2 separate regions of the Acanthopagrus latus genome follow, and region 1 is linked to region 2. A link is a contact called in public Hi-C data. All regions are on one chromosome and are shown on one strand. Each heading gives the region's core, a stretch centred on a gene start, on an enhancer-like site or on the middle of the called end of the contact. The rest is flanking DNA. Distances are from core to core; before and after follow the strand shown. Region 1 holds the start of LOC119023740 (transcription factor Maf-like). Region 2 holds the start of wwox (WW domain-containing oxidoreductase).

Region 1 (3,828 bases), core at 556-3,055, 180 kb after region 2:
TGTGGTGGTGGTGGTGATGGTGGTGGTGGTGGTGTGGAGTCCCGTTCTGAGCGGCGGCTGCAGCGATGACCGCGGACACCACGGCGGCCGCTGATCCCATCTCCTCTCCGGCCATGGCGCCCGCTGCCCCGGCTGCGCCGCCGTACTGCTGCCCTCTGGAATAGCCATCGAAGGTCTGGAGCTGGTGACTGCTGCTGATCAGCGCCTCTACGGCGTCCTCCGGGCTAAAGCCCAGAGCCTCGGGGTTCAGCTGCTGTTGGTATCCGGTCATCCAGTAGAAATCCTCCAAGTGAGCCTTCTGCTCGCTCCCTGATCCCGGACTGGGCGCCGAGAAGCTTGGAGAGGGGGGAACCGAGCTGCAAGGCGTGCTCATCGGGGTGGAAGATAGGGATCCCCCGGCGACCAGGCGGCTGCACTGGCTGATGCTGCGATCGGGCTCCACCGGCTCCTTTTTCACTTCAAACTTCATCAGATCGAAGTCATTAACATATTCCATGGCCAGGGGACTGGTGGGCAGGTCGGAGTTGCTCATTGCCAGCTCTGATGCCATCCTCTTGCTGTTGACAGTCCTCCAAAGGGGGTGAGGAGCACCTGTCAAAGTGGGCTGCTGAGACACGCACTGAGCCAGCTTGATTTCTTTATTTATTTTCTTCAAAACCGAAGAAAAAAGTGGATTTTCTCGCACTAATTGCGCAGCGCAGGTTTGGTTTCGTGCGTCGATAAGTTTTTTTCTTTTTTTTTTCTTTCTCTCTCTCTCTCTCTCCTTCAGTCTGCGTTGCACAGAGTAGCGCTGTTTCCTCCCTCTCTCCCAGCGTGCGGGTGTCTGAGCGCCGCTCTCTCTGTTTCTACCATTTAACACTTCATGGCTCCTTTTAGGATTAGTGCGCCAAATTGAGGAGGTTCACGTACGTGTCCCGGGCAAATAGTTGCTTTGTGGAGAATGAAAAAAAAAGGGGGGGAAAACTCCACCCAAGGATTGATAGATTTTTTTTCCCTTTTTTTTTCCGGGGGATCAGTCAGCCGACGAGTTAAAAAGCATTGCTTAGTTTTATAGGCGGCCTGACGTCACACTGAAATATGAAATTGACCGAGACTCAGCCAATGAGGAGCTCAGCCTGGGGAGCTAATTAGCATAATAGTATAGAAACCCAAAGTTTTGTGAAGTGTCCGAGCCCATCAGCAGATTGACACCAGACTTAATATTCCGTCTTTTGTCACTTTTTTTTTTTTTTTTGCGCGGAAGAGAAGGAAAAGCAAATAAAAGACAGAAAACAGATTCGGAGGATTAACAGAAGATATCTGATGGTAAATATGCATGTCTCTCTCTTTTGGATTGGCGAGTCGTCAGAATTTAACACATAATTCGGGTTTTTTAAATAATCATTTAAATACATTTTTAGACTCATTGTTTGTTTCGGCACCGTCAGACTTTTCCTCTCCACCCGTCTGACACTCGTCGCGTCGACAGATAAATATCTTTCACAGGTGTATTTCATTAATTATGCATTATTATCACCCCCCCCAATTAATGAGCCCCAAACCGGCTCTGTCTCGGCAATGAGATGCATCAAATTACATTTTTAATGATTTTCCACCGAGCTGCGGATAAATAGTCAATAAATAATCCCGTATCGCAGATGAAATATCAGACATATCAGAAATACACGTGTGCAGGATGAAGCGCAGCGTCGTGTGAGGACGGTGAAGTGTGTGAGAGCAGCCTGGCATGAGGTCTGCGTGACTGACAGTGTTTGGAAACCCAACGTCGCCACCTTTCGGTAGAAAATAATACTTCATGTTCCTTCAGAGGTCCTGTGAGTGTCCGGCACTGCTGCGTCTTCTCCTGCTGCTGCTGGGTGCAAATGTTTTTGTTTTTTTGTTTTTTTCTGCCTTGAATGGAAGAATATTTCATTTTTTAAATCTTTATTCTCATGTGTGGTCTCTGTTTCTTCTTACTGCTGGACAGGGAGATTATTTCACAGGACAAAAAGCAGATTTCTGGTTTCCTAAACAAACAAAATGTTGATTCGAAATAATTAAAAAGCTTGAAAAAAAAAAGCACCAATTAAAGGAAATATACAATGTTTTTTCTTTTAATTATAAGAAGAAATTATTTTCCCCTCATTCACATTAAGTCAATTCCTTGCAGGACAAACAACATCAAATCTTTTTTTTTTTTTTTTTTTCTATCTAAAACCACAGAGACAACTCCTCCATCTGTGTGTGCTGGTGGACTCTAATGTAATGATCAGAGCATCAGTGTTCCTCTCTCTCTCTCTCTCTCGCTCTCTCTCTCTCCCTCCGTCTGTCTGTCTCTCCCGGTGTCTCTCTCCCTCCCTCTCTCGTCCCCGAGCACATTCCTCAGGAGTGGTGGCACATGAGAGCAAACAATAAGAGGAGGGCTATGCACAGAGGGACCGGAGAGTAAATAAGAGCACTCTCCCCGGAACATGTCACACGGGGAAGCTTCAGAAAACTACAAAGCCGCCAGCAGATAATCCAACTCCCCGGTGTCCCCCGACGCAAGTAAATATTCTCCTGGTCCCTGTGACTGTTCGTGGGGACTTAACGTTAAACAGGAAGGATAAACATCGTGTTTTATTCATTAGAAGACACAACAGAGGCCCCCTCTGATGCTCCTGAATAAATATTAATCAGACGAGGTGTCCCATCTGATGCTGCTACATGTCGTCGCTGCTGTAGTGTAAATCCAGAGCGCAGGAGAACAACTTCTGAGTGTGTTTTTTTTCATATTAAAGGTGCAGTTGTTTTGTATGACTTCATGTTCAGCGACAGAAAAATCATGTCCCAACAAAGGGAGGTGAACAAAAGTAAAGATAGATTGTTTTAATGCAAAAAGGTCGTGTTTTATAACCTCGCACACCCAAAAATATCATAAATATCATAAGTATCAGTCCCACACAGAGAGCAGTTTAAGTGCCCATATTTGATGCAGCGGTGGACACTCGCTGCTGTGTGAGCTTCAGGTTCGCCAGATCTCTTAAAACCAGGATTTATCAGGCCGGGAGTCTCAAGGGTTAACAAGCAGAGTCCGGAGCCAATGCATCAGCTGTGTTACTGAGGGCTAATAGTCCTGTATGCACCTCATTCTGTCTCCCTCTGGACTCTCATGTAGGAGGCTCACTGCCATGAAGTTTACTACTTTCTTTATTTCATCGGGGATGGGTTTTTTTTTTTTTTTTCCTTACACTATCCAGGGGTTGCACTCAGGCATATATCATAAAATAAGCTTATATACGGCAGCAGGAGGAGGACCACTTATACAGCGTTAGTGCAGGAAGTTAAGAGCGTTTGTGCGCTGGTGTTATATGATTCTGCTTTATCTATATATATATATATTAAAAATAAGTAACACACTCCAACCAGATCAGCTTTAATCAGAAGGCCCCTCAAAATAAATTAAATGTGTATAAAAATGACGTTCCAAGTGGGCTGATGAACTTCCTGTAAGTAAGACAGAGTCAGCGTTCAGTTAAATCAATCTGTAGAAACTAATATCTGAAGCACTTTGTGACTCGGAGTCGTTCAGTCCAGTGGTTTGTGGATGAAACGTCTCTTTGTGGCCTGGTGACTCGAGCACTTTGGTCTCAGTTGTACAATCCAGCTGTGTGTTGATACTCTACTACAGCTACGGTTTGTGTTAATGAGACACTGACTGACCTTTTACAGTTCACCCCAGGAGAACACTGATGCATCCTGGGTAAAGGATAACCTGTGCTCATGGACTTCCCTGTGATTTACTGTTACGGTGACTTTACTAATTGTTACATCTATTAAAAAAACACCCTCGTCGCAGTTTGACTTATG
Region 2 (3,605 bases), core at 444-2,943:
TGAAACGATGCCATCATGACAGGGTCGACTAGATCACAGCAGACTGTAATGCTTTAGTACATCTGCAGCTTGACTGCTTCACATTTTTGAGGAAATAGAGAATAAATGAGGGATGCTATGTGCCAAACTGGAGCTGAAGGAAGAGTCTGTTGTGCAATGAGTAAAATTAAAGTTCGCATCCTGGCGGTCGATCATATTAAACCAGCTGCACGGTTGATCAAGCGTAGGCAGATTCTTCAAAGTCAGTATGCATGACAGCAAGTTTTTCCCAGAAGCCATTAAATAGCCAAAGTAAAACCGCTCTCCGCGTCCCTGGCAGTAATAACACAACCTGCTCACTTAAAGCAGCAGTTGAAACACGTCAATAGCAAACAGGAGTGGCACAAGAGTGGAATTCAAGAAAAGTAGCCTAGTGTGCAGAGCAGCTACTGTGTGAGTACATAACAATGCTGCTACTATTGATAGTTTGTGAGGGGGCAAGCAGCAAGCTATAAAGCAGAAACTGGATAAAGCTCCTTTGTATATGCTTATGTGGCCCTCCCTGCTGCAACTTTCTGCTTTACAACCACATTAAACTTTAAAAAAGCATAACATTTTTATACCATGCGCCTGCTGTCATGACTAATTTCCTTGTTTAGCAAGATAACATCAGCAGGTTAACAGAATGACAACTAATAAAGAGACAAATTCAGTAAATAAATAGAAGTGACTCACACACAATCTAAGGACACTAGAAAGGTAAGTATAGTAGGAACATATGAAAGAATAAATTAACACACCCTTTTCCAACAGTAGAAAAAAAAGCACAGGTGTTTCTGATAACATTAGTAATGGTTTCCTCTCAAGTGTCCCATGAAAGTAAGCCAGTGTGCACAATGCCAGGAAACCCTGGAACTGAGGCGGCTCAAAGAAATTCAGCCATCATTTTTTCCTCATGTCGTGTCAAAATGTCCTCTGTCAGAGCGACCTATTTAAATGATGTTCGAATCCAGGTTATGACAGTTTCAGTACATAGAGAAGACGAGTGGCTGATGGGGAAGTGACTCATGTTCTCCTTCTTTCTACTGTACACATTGGCAGTCAGCAGCATGCTGGTTAGTCAGTTTCCTGGATGGATCTGCTATTATCATATTGAATTAATGACTCTTTTTTTACTGATTCCCTGTTCCATAATAGCTGCGCAGCCGTCAGCAGACAGGCAGGACACCTGCGACAGGTAGCCTAACAGGTTTACGGGCAGGTAAAGGAGCAGGAACAAGGGAACACTGCTGCTTTTGCATACAGAAGAGCTGGTTTGCTAATGAGAAGCAGCTGTACAGGACAGTGTCAGGTCACACAGGCCGCCGTCACAGTGACAGCTTGTGACTTGTAACTTCCAATTGAACTATGCTGTACATTAACACAAAATACCTAATTATGAACAAATAAATACAGCAAATCTCTGTCATGGGTCTTTGTATGTAATACCTCGTAGTCCTTTTAGTTTATGGTGCTTGTATTTAACTTTAAGCTTGTCAGTGATCATACTAACCGGCCTATTATTGATCATTACAGGCATAAAAGTAGTTCATAAGGCATGTGGTAACTTTCTGAAGACGGGCTTTATTATATTTGACCTCTTTGGTTGAGGTTGACCTTGCTGCGCCAGCCCGACGGACACGCCCCCTCCAGCCTCGCCTTCCCAGAAGGCCATTCGGCATACGTCACAGTGTTGTTGCGGAAGTGCCGGGAAACGCTGTGTGTGTGATTTTTGACAGCTTGCATTCATCCTCCGGAGCAGATATCCAGCAACGGTTAAGTGGTTGTTGCGCCGTCGTTTACGTGATTAAAAACTGAGTTATGGCGGCTCTGAAATACGCAGGTATGGACGACACAGACAGCGAGGACGAGTTACCTCCCGGGTGGGAAGAGAGATCCACGAAAGATGGTTGGGTCTACTATGCAAAGTAAGTGGGACAGATGTAGTAACGCTAACTGTCAGCATTCAGGAGTTTAGCCGAACCCTCCACTCACAACCAACGGATAATATCGGCTAACACGGCTTGCTAGCTGCACCGGTTTATTTAAGCTAGCGTGAGTTAGAAGATGCACAGAGCTCACGTCAAGGTTGGTTTTGGTGCTAAACAAAAAAATATGGACTGTTTAATGTGAAACGTTTTGTTATGACTGGCAGCGAGACTCCTGTTGAAGTAATAGTTGTTATCAGTACTGCAGCTCAGAGGAGGTTGTGGTGATGGGACAGTGCAGTAGGTGGCTTGTGTGTGTGGGGGCCACAGGAAGAAGACACAACAGTGCCAAGATATCTGATCAACATTTCATTTCATTCTGCACGTCAGTGTCTGTCATTTATATGATGGAGCCTAGTGTGTAGAGTAGCTGCACTGAGTAAATAACACTACTGCCATGACTGATAGTTTGTGAGGGGGTCTGTGTCTGTGAAGCTAGTTTGCATGTGATGTCAACAGTGCTATATTGTGATTTATTTCTTGTGATAGATACTACCTAATAGAAATAATACATTTTATTTATAAGCGCCTTTCAGGTCACCCAAGGACACTTTATAGAAATAGAAAACAGCAGTCAAACAACAACATGAAGCATACAAATAAAGTATACATAACACAAATAATAAAGCATTACAAAACATCAAGGGGGACTTTAAGACATGCAGAACAACCACAGAGCCACTACTACACTAATTATTGAAAGAATATAGTCATATTTTATATCAAATTAAACAGCAGAAGTTGGGCTACAACATGTAAAAACATGTTCTAATTTTGTTCTACTGTACTTGATCAAAATCAACCTTTGCAGAGACAATGTTCACATATTGTACTATGATTTGAAAGAGGTGTAGAGCGTTGGCAGCAATATTTCTAAGGGATACACACCCTGAAAGTGCTTTCTTTTAGGCGAGACTAAAAATTATTGAGTTTTTGCTGTGTGCCATCTTCATTTACTATTCACCAGTAACACATATACTGATTACACATCTCAACAAATCCTCAAAGTGTTCCCTTTCCCATGACACCAAAAGTCTTCAAATAAACCTTGTGGTTGCTGAGATATACTCATTTTATTATGGATATGTATTTTTCGAGCAGAGGCCTAGAAAATTGGCTTGGGGCTTAAAGGGTTAATTCCTTTAAGGAGTGTCATGTCTCCTTTTATTTCTCTCACCAGCTGTGGTTATGATTGTGTGTGCCTTTTCTGTGGCACCATTCATGGGATTGCCTTTCATTAATGCTATACATTCTGTCGTTGTGTCTTTTCATGTGCAACATCATGGCGGACATCAAATCTACTCTGATCAATATGCGCTGTTCTCAGTATGGCGTATATATACGTAGATGAATGAATGAATAAATGAATGAATGAGGTAAAGTAAGGAACAAAGCCAGGGTCATTTTTTCAATCCTCTTTTGTCTCTGTGCACCAACAGCCATGATGAGATGAAAACACAGTGGGAACATCCCAAGACAGGAAAGAAGAAACGTTGTGCTGGAGGTTTGCTATATTCAAGTGTTTTTTCCAGTGTCTTATGTGTATTTCTATGTGCGTGAGTCCCACTCAAAGTGGTTTCCTGCAGTCTCTAATGCTGT

What was found. Hi-C and Micro-C count contacts between places; a contact is called where the count stands out from the background.
Region 1: a Hi-C map of liver shows a contact between it and region 2, with 2.5 times the contacts expected there. The contact joins the promoter of LOC119023740 here to the promoter of wwox in region 2. A contact is called at or near these places in 3 of 4 Hi-C or Micro-C datasets (liver and muscle).

The regions. Positions count from the first base shown.
Region 1 is chr8:6,811,838-6,815,665 of fAcaLat1.1, forward strand. LOC119023740 (transcription factor Maf-like) reads right to left here and starts at 1,806. Exons shown (of 1, transcript XM_037105849.1): 1 at 1-1,806. The coding sequence starts at 550.
Region 2 is chr8:6,627,870-6,631,474 of fAcaLat1.1, forward strand. wwox (WW domain-containing oxidoreductase) reads left to right here and starts at 1,694. Exons shown (of 9, transcript XM_037105782.1): 1 at 1,694-1,946; 2 at 3,446-3,510. The coding sequence starts at 1,840.